Regions from separate parts of the Mus musculus genome. Here region 1 is linked to region 2. The links are chromatin contacts, called in public promoter capture Hi-C maps. All regions are on one chromosome and are shown on one strand. The core of a region is the stretch at or near the end of the contact, and the rest is flanking DNA. Distances in the headings are between cores, read along the strand shown. Region 1 holds the start of Eya2 (EYA transcriptional coactivator and phosphatase 2). Region 2 holds the start of Zfp334 (zinc finger protein 334).

Region 1 (4,131 bases), core at 568-3,067, 210 kb after region 2:
TGAGACTCTCAAGCAAGTGCACCGTTGTGCTTTCTAAGATGACCCCAGGGGGTAGGTAATATGTGGAACATGGCTGGGGGCAGCCACAGCCTCGGTGGGAAGTGCCTGGGTGGTGTGGGCTCTGAGCATTCACACAGTAATAATACATAATTATTAATAATACAATAATACAAGAGTCTCGCCGCTGAGCTCTGGATGAGAAAATCAAGTCCAAGAGCCGATGCTCACTCTGCTTCTAAAAGGCGAAAGAGTTATTGTGGTGTGGGGACATACCCAGATCCTCCTCACTGGGTGGGGACAGCCATGACAACGGTAGGTACTTGCTCTGGTATGGTGTCTGTGGTGGGAAGGAAACAGATAAGACGGGAGACAGAGCCAGCAATGCCAGAGCCTGACCCATCTACACTTGGGGACCCCTTTTAAAGAATTACACATACAGGTGATTATCTCTCTAAATCAAGGAAAGGGTTCACAACTGGTTCCGACTTGATTTGATTTTTTGTGTATGAGCATCCTGCTTGTACGTATGTCTGTGTACCATGTGCAGGCCTGGTTAGGATAGCTATTAGCTGCCATGTGAGTTCTGGGAACTTAACCAGGGTCTTCTGCAAGAGTAACAGGACCCTTAACTGTCGAGCTATCCCTCCAGCCCCTAGTTTTATTTTTATTGTCTGTATTTGGGGGGGGGGGGGGGAATTGTGCATGTGAGTGCAGTGCTTGCAGAGGCCAGCAGAGGGCATCAGATCTTCTAGAGCAGGAGCTTCTGGAACAAGTCAGAGTTCAGAGTCACCTAATCTATCCTGAGCACAGCTAGAGAAGCCAAAAGAAGCTGGCGTGTGTAAACTTGGAATAGATCTTTCACCTCTGGGGTCCAGCTGAGGCCCATTTCTAGTTTCCCACTAGGGACTCATAAGGGGCCCAGAGACTGACTGGTTTGGCTAAGGGACCCAAAGCCTGACTTGGAGACACCTGAAGTCCCAGTATCTGAGCAGCAGCAGTAGTAATCTGAAGCCAGCTGAGCCCCCATAAGGGAGGCACTGGGACTGGGGAATGGCATAGTCATTAAAGCACCATGCTAGCAGAAGGGCTTGAGTTCAGATCCCCAGTAGCTAAGTAAAATGCTAGGCGTGGCAGCAGGTGCCTATAATGCGTCGCCTAAGAGGCAGAGGCAGGAGGATCCCTGGAGCAAGCTTGCTGGCCAGCCCCTCCAGCTGAATCCTGAATCAAAAACCTCCATCTTCAAAAAGAAACCTTGCGTTGGGGGGTGGGGGGAGAGCTATTGACAAAAACAGTACTGCTGACCTCTGGCCTAATACATACACGCTCACCCTCACACTCACACTTTCCTGTAATTGAGGTGACACCTCCACAGAGACATCTTCCTGGACCGCTCTGCTGCCCGGCCACCCACAAGCCCTTCTTTCCCTCTCCTTGGTATTTACAACTTTCTTCAGCTGCCTTTTTCCCTGGATTCTTTGTTCGTGATTCCCACTCTCAACGTGGATGCAAAGTTCCAGGATGACAGAAAACGAGTTGGTCTTATTGTAGTGGAGCAGTTGACCAGGCACGGACAGTCGAGTGGATGGAGGATGGATGGATGAATGAATGAATGGATGGATGGATGGATGGATGGATGGATAGATAGATAGATAGATAGATAGATGATGGGTGGGTGGATGATGGGCGGATGAATGCATGTGTGCGGTCCCCGTCTGCGCTGCTGACTCTCTGGGGCCGCGCCTGGCCACGGTGAGGACGCTGCGGGGCCGGGAGGCGGCGTGGGCGTCGCCGCAGGGAGGAGGCCGGCGCGTCCCTCCTCCGGGAGCGCAGCGGCGGCAGCGAGAGCAGCGCGCACTGCAGGGCCGACTCCCCGCCCGGAGCCAGCGCCGCGCCCCGCGGCCCCCACGCACGGCGCGGCCCGGCGGGGGCGCAGGAGACCCGCGGCCGGGACAGGGGGCCGGTCCCCGGCACAGGAGGCTGCCGCAGCCCTGCGACATTCGCTCCGCGTGCCATCTCCCGGCCTGGCCCGCTCGGGACGACTCTGCACTGTGCGGGTGAGTACCGCGCTCGGGGACACCGGGTGGGACCGCGTCTCCCGGGGACCCCGTAGACACTAAAGGAGCGGAAACTCGGCCGCCGGCAGCAGATCCAGTCTTGAGATCCCTTTGGGTCTCAGGGCCTCAGTTTCCCCTTGTGTTCCAGGTGAGGGGGGGTGCGGGGCGCAGTGACTGAAGTTAGCAACTCCAGTGCGCCGGACAAGTGCAGGACGCGGCCGGGTCTCTGCGTTTGGTTTGTTGTTTGGCCTCGGAGGAGACTCAGGAGACTCGTGCTGAATCTCGGATTGTACCCAAAGGATCCAAGAGACAAGCTGATGTCCGAAGGCTGGGGTTGTGGGTGGCCGAGGAGCTGTGCAACTCGCTGGAACTTGGGGCCCGTGGCCCAGCCTCCCCCACGTCGATTTTCTTTTGAAAAGTCTTTACTATCCTGTAGCCCGCACTGGTCCAGCTCAGGGCGCTCACTCTGAAGCTGAAACTTAACACAACTTTTCATCAGGACGCTTAGACTGGGTTTCATAGTAAGGGGAGAGCGCGCGGACCTGAGTTACTATAGCCAGGCAGCTGTGGACTAGCCCTAGCTGCTTCATTGCATTTCAAACAGCTCTCACGCTCACGGAGTATTAGGGAAGCAGGACTGGGAGAGGTGTCCCATCGCTAAAGCCTCAAAGTGCTTTCTTTACTCCGCAGTTGAATGTGAGATTTTCTTGCAAGGCACATTGGGCCCCAAAACCATCCCAGGGCTCAGACTTGACAGCCCTCGCTCCTTGCCTGTGGAAAAAGCAAGGCAGAAACGCTATCGCCTATCCTCCCTCCCTCTTCCCGCCTCAGTCTGAAATGCTACATAACTTTTAACGACTTTAAGTATATATAATATATAACGCGATATTATATATAAATATGTCGTGCGAGGTACAGAAGCCACTCCTGGTGGGAAGGTTTAACGAAGTGAGAGAAAGTACTAGGATTTACAAACACCAGGGAAGCATTTGAATTATGTCTGAGTCGGGAACTCCCGCCCCAAGGAAACTATAACTGGGGACAGTGGTTGTATTTGAAGCCGATTCTATTAATTCCACAAGCCCTTGATGCTAGGATGAAAGAATTTTCTATGACCAGAGCATGGGTCAGCTTAAGAGAGACACCAGCCCTCGGAGATGTGTTAGACCCCAACATTCACAGCTGTCCGTGGGGACCAAGGCTGGGTCTTTTCAAAACAATCTTTGTCAAGGGTCATTGTGCCGTTTTACCCAAGGAATGCCCTCCCCTTCCCACTTCTCTGCAGCATCTGTAAGTCCCCCAAGCCTAATATTTCCCTGTCTTTAGACATCCTCAGACTGGGGAAAGTTAATGGGCTATTTATGTAAGAAATGATAATGTTTGGAATCTTGTTTGTGACTGAGCATAATAATGAGCTTGGATTTGAAACTTGAAAATCTGCAGTTGTGAAAAAAAAAAAAAACCAACAACAATGTATGAATAGATCTGAGAGAACCTGAGATGGTGCAAGTGTGTGTGGGAGTGTGTTTGTGTGTTTGTTTGTGTGAGTGTGTGTGTGTGTTTGTGTGTGTTAAACTACTTTTTAGGTTCCTATGCCCCTTTGTATCTTAGTTCACAACTCGATAAACTGTTTTATCTTCAAAGAATGTTATTTTCTTCCTGTGTCTTGGAGCGCTTGTGTACTGCTGCACCCAAGTATATAAAAATAACCCATAAACACATACATTGTTTTCCTAGTATCAGATAACTAAACAATATGAAGTAAAAATTAAAAGATATGTGCCCTGATTGTTTTTTAATATTACTTTGAAAAGTGCTTGTTTTTAAACGACCTACGTTCTAGCATCTTTTCGTGCCTTTGTGTTGGGTTAAACACATCATGAAGAAACAGGATTTGCTGACCTGTGACAGAGTTAGCATTTGGGATGGGGGACCACCCATAGTACTGTGCTTCCAAGATGCCGAAGCCTGCTGCTTTAAATCGTGTGTAAGAGATTTTGAGTCTTGTTCCAGATGGATAAATTGATAAAATGCTAGCTGCTGTCGGGAGAGTGGAAAAGCCCACAGTAAAACGGGT
Region 2 (4,078 bases), core at 685-3,184:
GGTTTTATCATTACACTATGGAGAACGATCAGAGGGCTGTCTACACCTCTGAAAATAGATTAGACATCTGTAACTATGAGGCCTTGCCAAGCTGTAAGTCAAGGGAATCTACAGCTGCTGTTGGCAAAGGTGATTTCGCATCATCTGCTCATAGATTCTCTAAGAACATGTTTATAAATAAATGATGAAAAACCATGGTAACAGCCTACTTCCTACTACTTGGGTCTTTGTCATACAACCTAAACAAGCCTACCGGGGTGAATAATTTCTGTTTATTATTTATCCGTTTGTTTATTGTTTTTTTCAAGACAGGGTTCTTTGTGTAGCCCTGGCTGTCCTGGAACTCTCTATGCAGACCAGGCTGGCTTCTCACTCAGAGATCCATCTGCCTCTGCCTCCCAAGCGCTGGGATTAAAGGCGTGCTCCAGCACATCTGGCAATGCCTTCTGTTTATTGGGGTTCACTTCTCTGGTACTGATCTGCTTCCCTTACTTTCCCTGGCGCTGCCTTTTTATACACGTCTACCACATCCAGATGTACTCGCTGCGGGTCTATGAACAGCCACTGCCAACGGTGGGACGTGAATCCCTCGGTGACTTACCTGGGTACTGTCCATTTCCAGGCGTTCTCAAGAAAGGGCCAGGAACCACCGGTGATCCAAGGGCTGGGTGAGGAAGAACAGGGAATGTGATCAGCAGACTGGCTAGCAGCTCGACAGTGACTCACAGACATGCCCTGGAAGGAAAGGACCCTTCGACCTGCGTCATACAGAAAGCGTCTGCGGAGGGAAGGCCCAGGGCAGTTTTGAATGGACTAATCAGAGCTTTTCTTACTGTGTGAAAGGAAACAAAGGTGTGAATTGAACTACTGTCTTATTCAGGTCTCCTTAAAAAACAAACAACACTTCAGAGTTCATATTAGATCATATCAATAAGCTCTAGTATATATGAAGCCTGAAAGAGCAGGCCAGCAACTCTGAGATTCTATCAATCAATCTATCTATCTATCTATCTACCCTCTAGTTTTTTGGGTATCAATTATCTATCTATCTATCTATCTACCTACCTACCATCTAGTTTTTTGGGTATCAATTACCTGTTTTCCTACTAATGCATTCAGCAGATGAAATCAGAAAACCAGACAGAGGGAGTGAGGGGTTTAAGATGCGTATCACTCTGCTCCCCTCCCCCAAGCTTAACTGCAGTTTCATGAGAGGGAGGCCTCTGCTTCAGTGTAGCAGAAGACAAAGCCCTGGCCTTCGAATCAACACACCAGATTTCAATTCTTGGTTCTGGCACTAGCAAACTACCTAAATGGTCAAAATAGCTGCCTTCCTCACTTGAGAAGAAGTTCGACTCTCATAAAAACCCTTTCCTGTAGATACTCTTGGGTCATTCTTCTATATAAAGGAAACCAGTAAACTCCAGGATGGTGATGGACGGGGTTTGAGCAACTCTGGCGAAACAGAATGGGGACTCTAATGAACGACACGCATTTGTTCGAAGTGATGCAGAGGCCTTTTTCTCAGCCATGGCTGGCATCCCTTCCCTCCCAAACGAAAGACCCGCCAATGAAATCAGACCTGCTCATTCCCTCAATCGCAGCTCAACCCTTAAGCAGCCCCCCGAAGCTTTACCGGGCCAAGGGCATCCGCAGGACTGCTGGGATCCGCTTTTTGCACGCACACACCTCTCTCCTTCCCAGGCTGCCCGCCCGGAGGCCTGCAGCCCCGGGGGCGCCCGCTAGCCTCGCCCGGCCCCTGGACACGCGCAAGCCTCCGCGGGCCCCAGGAAGGCGCTGGTTCTTCTGATCCTGCCCCGGAGTCGCCACCCGGAATTCCTCTGGCTCAGGGGAAACCTCGCTTCTTTTGTAGCTCCCAGAAGGCCCCAGGCAATTGTGGCGCACAGAGGCCCCTCGAGCCTCGCCTGGAAGAGCCCCACGAAACGGAAACGCATCCATAGAGCCTAGGAGACCGCGCATGCGCAGAGTCTCGGAGCGGCCATTCCCACGGTTCTCCAAAGGGTGCTGTAGTCTTTCCAGGACTACATTTCCCACAGGGAGTTGCGGCCCCCACCCAGCCGATAGCCTCTGAGGCGCTAGGGCTTTAATCACAGTAATTTACGAGTAAAAACCATGAGTACAAGAAGAAGTGTGAGAATAAAAAATTAGAGCTCTGTAAAGAAATTCCAACAGTGTATTAAGAAAAAAATAATAACCAAACAGTTGTAAGCAGAATAAAAATGTATCGACGACCTTCCCAAAATTACAGAAGAGACCCCCTAACAAAGAATCAAACCATCTCTAAATATCTTAAAAGAAAATAATCGCCATCCTGTTTATTACTGACTTTACTGACAGGTGCATACTCTCCTGCCAATTTTACAGAAGGAGAAGTCACAATAAGTAATGGCAAAATATTTTAACAGTATAATATTTTCAATTTTTATTTTATTTTATTTTATATGTATTGATATATTGCCTGCCTGCATGTATGTCTGTCCACTACTTGCGTGCTGTGCTTGGTACCCCGTGTCTAAGAAGGCCAGAAGATGGTATCATGTAGGTGCTGGGAATTGAACTCTGCTCCTCTGCTATAAATCACTGCGCCATCTTAACAATATATTTTAACATGACCAATTATATTTAATCCAAGTAATATAGAAACTGCTCTTCATCCATGAGGACAAATTGAATACGTGTATATATTTTGTTTTATTTATTTTTTTAAAATATTTATTTATTTATTTATACACTGTACACTATAGCTGTCTTCAGACACTCCTGAAAACGGCATCAGATTTCGTTACGGATGGTTGTGAGCCACCATGTGGTTGCTGGGATTTGAACTCAGGACCTTTGGAAGAGCGGTCGGCACTCTTAACCACTGAGCCATCTCACCAGCCCCCGTGTATATATTTTAAAAGAGGAAAGCTATGGAATATCTTAGTCACTGGAAGGCCAGACAGTTTCTGACACAGTTATCTGTTATGTTTAAATACCAAAAGGAACTTCGAGATGCAGAGGCTGAGAGATAGCTCTCAGTGAGCCAGACTTCCAGGGATTCAATGCTTGTATACTGTCTCCCACATCAAACGTGGCCATGATGTAATTTAAATAAAGGGGTCATAAGAAGGGACACTGCAGGCTTCAAAAAGCAAACCTGATATCCTGGCAGTCCGGTTTGTTTGCGGTGTTCCTAGAGTTTGTGTATGACTTTAGTTAACTAGTTACCAGAGATCAAGTGGAAACCAAAAGAAGCAGAGAGGCAATGTGGAGAAAAGGCAAATATTTCCCAGAAACCCAGCCATGCCTCCCCTTCCAGGGATCCTTGTCAAGACTTCAGATGCAGGGAGTGAGCCACCCTGAACATTGCATGCAGTTACATTCTTGGGTGGCCTCAGTTGCATATAGACTCACATAAAGCAGAGCCACAAAGTGCATACCTGTAAGCACACACAGAGCCACAAAGTCCGTACCAGTAGCCTCATAGCACGGAGGAAATAACCAGTTGCATCATTTTAAGCCACCAGATTTTGGGGGTAGTTTGTTATGGAGCAATAAATACATGGTGGGTCTGCAAGATGTTTCAGTAAATAAAGGCATTGCCAACAAACCAGATGACCTGCTGTGGGTCTCAGGGGTCCACATGGTCGAGAGAGAGGACCCAGATCTGCAAGCTCCATGTGTGTGCCGGGCCATTCTCAGGGGTATGTACCCGAACCCATGCCAAGTCAAAAGAAAACTGAAATGACTTTGGGGAAAGATAGATTTTAAAAGCAAATGTATGGGGGAAGGGAATGCAGTTGGCTTCTAGATATAATAAGTGAAAGAGTGGGCTCAATTATTAATAGTGCTTCTAGAAATAACTTCAATTTAGTATTTTTTTAAGTCAAGTAAGGAACAAGAAAATTAATATAGAAGATTTGAAAATGAATTAGAAATTAGCCATATGGGATGGTTTGAATAGGCATGGCCCACATAGACTCATGTCTATGAATGTTCGGCCCATAGGAAGTGGCACGACAAGGAGGTGTGGCCTTGTTGGAGTAGGTGTGACCTTGTCGAAGGAAGTATGTCA

What was found. Promoter capture Hi-C pulls out the DNA fragments that hold promoters and counts their contacts.
Region 1: a promoter capture Hi-C map of embryonic stem cells shows a contact between it and region 2, with 4 times the contacts expected there. The contact joins the promoter of Eya2 here to the promoter of Zfp334 in region 2. A contact is called at or near these places in 2 of 39 promoter capture datasets (embryonic stem cells and stem cell-derived epiblast-like cells) and 2 of 115 datasets of contacts at active chromatin or transcription factors (bone marrow-derived macrophages and pancreatic cancer cells).

The regions. Positions count from the first base shown.
Region 1 is chr2:165,593,211-165,597,341 of GRCm38.p6, forward strand. It overlaps Eya2 (EYA transcriptional coactivator and phosphatase 2), which reads left to right and starts at 1,818. Exons shown (of 16, transcript NM_001271963.1): 1 at 1,818-2,054.
Region 2 is chr2:165,386,325-165,390,402 of GRCm38.p6, forward strand. It overlaps Zfp334 (zinc finger protein 334), which reads right to left and starts at 1,935. Exons shown (of 5, transcript NM_178411.3): 1 at 1,637-1,935; 2 at 602-664. The coding sequence starts at 616.